Linked DNA regions of Delphinus delphis: region 2 is linked to region 1. Evidence: chromatin contacts called from public Hi-C data. All regions are on one chromosome and are shown on one strand. The core of a region is the stretch at or near the end of the contact, and the rest is flanking DNA. Distances in the headings are between cores, read along the strand shown.

Region 1 (2,700 bases), core at 90-2,589:
TTTTAAAAATCATTCTTCCCACAGAGACATTAAGACCATTATCATTACACCACTTAACCATTTATTTCATTATGAAAGGAAACTTAGAGCACAAGTGGCAATATTCTGAAATGTGATGTTAGTGTGTTCTGCATCAATGAACACACAAGTCTGGAAGGTACAAATATGGTCTCTGTCAGTTGTAGTCCATCCTCAGCAAGTCATTTTCCCTGTGGGCTGAGGCTCCCATATGGAAATCTTCCCTAACTGCTGAAGGCTGAAAAGGATTCCCTGTGAACAGCATCTGGACCACACCTTGTCTGGTCACACAAGAAGCTGACAAGGGCTGGAGGAAAATGCGTCTGGTCCAAAGATAAGAGGACAGGGCCAAAAATCAAAATATACCCCTCTACAATTTAATAAGGAGGACCCCTAAGATGTCTATTCATCCAGTTTTGTTCTTCTAATCAGTCCCACCATCCGCTACTAGATGTTGGTCATTCTGTGGGCTGGCTGGTAGGGTTTTGTGGTCCAGCAACTGCCAGCCTTTTATAACCTCAGTGATGGTGTGGAAGCATCCATAAATATGCTTTTTGGCACTAAGTCACTACCAAGGGAAATATTAGAGAACAAACTCCCCACCCACTGCAGAAATTTCTTAGTTTCAAAGCATCTGGAATGAAGATCCCAATTACCTTTAGCAAAATTTCTTTTAGGGTTTTTTTTTTTTTTTCAATCCTCTTGCTTGCTGAGGAACCTTCTAAAAAGCCCCCCAAAGATGATACCCACAGTTCAGGTTATTGGTCCTACATTTTCCTAGTTAGGGAGGGAAGGAGAAGTGTTTGATAGTTTACCCAGGATCCTTCCACTTGTAGCAGGAATGAACACCAAAAAAGCATCAGGACACTTAACTCCTTAGAGATTTAAAAGCCTTCCGGAGGAATAAAAAGAAATCTCTCTCTCCCCACCTGCACCCCCTACCCTGCTTCTGCCCTAGCCTTAGAATCAGTAGCCCTTCTGTAATTCCATGAGGTTCCAGAGAGACTCCTTTATTCCATGGGGCTTCCGGATCTGACCCCAGGAAAGCCCAGTTGGTCATCCTTCCCGTCATCCTTCCAACCTTCACACCCAACCCCTCCCCACCGCCCCAGGCCACCTCCTTACCTGATAATGTCGTCGTTGTGTCCCAAGAAGAATTTTTGGCTGTGCTCGCGGGTGCTGTAAACCACCCCGACGCCAGCCACAAAGTAGACCACTTCCTTGCCGGCGGTGTAGTACAGGTTGTTGCGGCACTGGTGACCCCGGTACCCGTACACCCACTCCAGCCGGAGCTGGCAGCTGGGAGCTGTCCGATCCGCCATGATAAGCTAACCCCACTCGCCCCCCGGTCGCTCCGCGTGCGGGTCCGCGGCCCCTGGGCTCCGGGTCTGTCCTCACCAAGGCTCGGGATGTGGAGGACCTGCAAGGGCTCAGCGTGCAGCGCCGGGCGCTGATTTCCGCGGCGACGCACAGACACAGACCAGCGCGCTGGCCGCAACCATCATCCGCCGCCGCCGCCGCCGCCGGAGACGAGCCGCCAGGTACGCGGTCGCCAGACCCCGCCGGGCTCTCCGGCTCCCTCTCCACGGGAGAGGCGTCTTCTGGGGCGCCAGCACTCGCGCGCGCACGCCTCACTGCACCTGCGGGCTTCGGCCCCCGTGAGAGGTTTTTGAGAGGGTCACCCCGTCTTTTAAATCATGGATCTGCATATCCAAACACTGATTACCAGTTCGCTCACTGAAGTTTGCTGTGCCCGGGGGCCTCGCAGCAGGCAGCGGGATTTATTCTGTGACAGCTTTAATTTGACAAGGAACTCGAATAAGCTTTTGCCATCGCCATCCTTGGATCCGAAACTGACAGTCTACATCCAGGATGCGAGAGCGAGGAAGAAAGAAACAGATATTTTGCGTAACTCACCCAGTCCAAGAAAATGATCCCCAAACTAAACCAAGTTTTTAAAAAATTGTCAACTATTCCTCCTCTCTCCCTCCAGATCCATCTTTTTAATGATATGAAATATGCCCTAAATGCTGCTGGCTGGTGGCTGCCGATACGATTTGAAAGAACATTTGCTGCAAGAGGGAGGAGATATGGGGATATATGTATATGTTTAGCTGATTCACGTTATTATAAAGCAGAAGCTAACACACCATTGTAAAGCGATTATACTCCAATAAGGATGTTTAAAAAAAAAAAGAACAATTGCTGTTTCCCCATTAAGCCAGGGCAAATATGCAACGGTCATTTTTTAGATGCTCCAATTAGTTAGTTGTCGTGTATGTGTTCATAATTCATATCCTCCGTGAACCGTCTCTTGGCCGAGAAAACCACAAGAACTTAGCAGCTCTCACTAATCAGCAACTCCAATTGAAAGCGCCATAAAAAGATTTTTCTGAATCAGAGGAAACTGAGACACTAGTGCAGCTAGAGGCAGGAAAGCTCAACCTACAAACGCTCCCGGTCCAGAAAAAATTAAATAATTAACAAGTGACCAAAATCTTGTACCTCTACCCAGGAAGGTCTGCTCTAGCTATCGGGTCCCGCAGGCGCAACGGTCACGCCTCTATTCCGGCGTGGGGCGGGAGCGCCCGAGGAACCACTGGGGACGGCGAGCCCCCACATACGCGCACACACATCCCAGGCATTGGTCGCTGCCGACCTGAGGGATGCCGGCCCCAGGGG
Region 2 (2,700 bases), core at 32-2,531, 540 kb after region 1:
CCAGCTCTTCTGCGCATGCGCCCTTCGCCTCCTTCCCACCCATGGCTGCTGTGTCATGGCCGAGCGGAAGTCCTAGCCGCTACAGGGCAGGGCGTCCTTAAGGTGGGGTGTGCTTGCCGAAGCTTTCTACTCTTCCTCCCCAACACCTCTTTGATCTCCCACTGTAAGGGGGTCCCCTACCCTGCACTCTCCCGAACACTTCGTAGTCCACGGATTTGAGTGGCCTGGCGGTAGACATGGCGGCGGCGAGGCCTCGGCAGAGGAGCTGGAGCTGGATTCGGGGCGCGGTGACTGCAGCGGCCGCGAGAGGGAGGGCGCACATGGGACCGCTCGGCGCACCTCGCGCCTGTCACCGGCCGGGGACGCGAGCGCGCCGGGGTCACGCGTCGGAAGGCGGCAAATGAGACGGCGGGGACTGGTAGTGAGGGCAGCCCGGGACGCCTGGAAGAAAGAGCCCGCTAGGTCCCTGGCGCCCGAGGTCTCCTTTCCCTGCCCCTTCCCCGTGGTGGAACCAGACTCGCTTCCCGGGAGGGATGCCAGCTACGAGTCCCTGCGATTTAACGAACCGCTGCGCTTCTTTGCCAGTGTTTGTATTTAAATAAAAGCGGAGGCTTGGCCCAGATGTCAATAGTTTGGTACCCCCAAAATGATTCTTTTGAAATGAAAGACCTGCTAGCTCGGTGACTGAGAGTATTTGGTTAGTGAGTAAATTTTTATTAAACGTTTAGGTAACTGCCAAATCTGTCAGGCGATTTTGAGCCGTTCTTAAGGTGACATCTGCATCCTCTTTTCTATTGAGTCAGAAAAGCTTTAGGCCTGAATCCATATTCTAAATGGATTGTGATATATTCTGGAACAAGGAACTTTAATGGAAACAAAAAATCTTGTCTGCTGTGAACTCGTATAGCTTTTTTATGATCTTGATCATTGTTCAGCAATGCCCCCAATTGCCTAGAAGGTTAAAGCAGTTTATACTTTAGAAAATACTACTTCCTGGTGAGCTGTTATGAAGTGTTAAAGCAACCCACAACTCCAGAGAATCTGTATACAGCTATTGATAACCTGCTGCCTTCTAGAAATCGAAATCCTTTTACTTGTGAGAATTTGCCTTTCTCAACATATTTGTTGGCTTCGAGATCTTTACATATTTCTCTGCATCTGGCCATATAATTAAAATAATCCTCTGCAATCTGATTCAATATTATGTGCCAATTCTATTAGCACCAAAAATCATCTAAAACTTGCTTGGAATGTGGTTAAATCATTTACAGTAAAATATATTCTGGAAGCGCTAATCCGGTAATTTTATGTAATGAAGATCCTGGTTTATTGCAGAATCCTCACAACTTACATCTTCCTCTCATCTCCCTTCCAGTTCACTGCATGCAGACCCTAGAATCAACATAGATCTTATGTCATTCTTTTCAGTGACTTCAAAGTCTCTACACTGCATTCCAAATAAAACTGAGGGTCTTCAGCCTCCACTAACCTCTTATTACCTGCTTCTACCCATCCTATAGGTTATAGGTAACCTATTGTCAAGACACTTTGAGTTATTCAGCTCTCTGAACACACCCTGACTTTAAAAAAATCTTTGCTCTTGGATCTACTTTATTTGGAATACCTATTCCAGTTCCCAGATCTTCCCATATCCTGTTCAGTTGCCTGTGCAAGTGCTTACCAGATTTCATCCTAATTATTTACTGTCTTCCCCACTAGTACTGTGCCTTCCAAGAAGTAAGATCTCAAACTGGGTCCTGTCCCTGCCTATCAAAGATCTTGTCACTGACTGGGAAGGTTGACATTTTCCTTTTTTTAATCAATCTTTGATTTTTCTCCACATTTACCCAAGAGTACTCCTGCCAGTTATTATGTAGCTTTATTGTAATTTTAGAAGCGCAATGGCAACAGTTGACATTTGCTTAGCTAAAAAATTGACTGTGTCTGCCAACAGCTGAAATTAGCAAACAAATTTTTATGTACCATTTCAGCATGAATTGCCAATATATGTGATTCTAAGACTAAAAATTTTAAGCAGTTGTTGCTAATGCTTCAGCTAATTTTAAACAAAAACATTTGTGCATAATTAGAGAAATTTTTAAAAATAGAAGAATCCATAACCCTAACACAACTTTTATCTTTTTTGTGTATTCTCTTATATATATGTTTTAAGTAGTTAATATCATTGTATAAATTCAACTTTTATTCTTTCTTTTTCCATGTTATAGTTTTTTGTAATGAATATTTTAGTAATTTCATGATACTCTATTAAGTAGGTATAACCATAAGTTTACCTACTAATAAGTCCCTGTTGTTACATACTCAGGTCGCCTCTAATTTTTCACTACCATAAAAAATATTGTGAAGGAAATATTCCTTCATATAGCTTCTTTCCCATATTTAAAAATCATTTAGGGTAGAATTTAGAATACCAAATCAAAGGGTACAAGTGTGTATTGTTTCTGATACACATTACCAAATCATTTTTCCAAGGGCTGTACCAATTTAAACATGTAATTACCAACACTGTATAAGTATATGATTATTTGGCTTTTGATGCAAACAGATGTAAGCAAGCTCTTCACATACATGATTAAATTAGGTGAAAAGTTTTAATTTTGAAACCTGAGCAATAACTTTGGCTTTGTGTTACTGCTGGTTGAAATTAAAAACCTGTTTCCTCTGAGAGACTAGCCCCCA

What was found. Hi-C and Micro-C count contacts between places; a contact is called where the count stands out from the background.
Region 2: a Hi-C map of lung shows a contact between it and region 1, with 4 times the contacts expected there. The contact joins the promoter of ACYP2 here to the promoter of EML6 in region 1. A contact is called at or near these places in 2 of 3 Hi-C or Micro-C datasets (lung and muscle).

Annotation. Positions count from the first base shown.
Region 1 is chr12:44,700,202-44,702,901 of mDelDel1.2, forward strand. EML6 (EMAP like 6) reads right to left here and starts at 1,340. Exons shown (of 41, transcript XM_060027575.1): 1 at 1,144-1,340. The coding sequence starts at 1,340.
Region 2 is chr12:45,242,413-45,245,112 of mDelDel1.2, forward strand. It overlaps ACYP2 (acylphosphatase 2), which reads right to left and starts at 1,282. Exons shown (of 5, transcript XM_060026615.1): 1 at 181-1,282. The coding sequence starts at 322.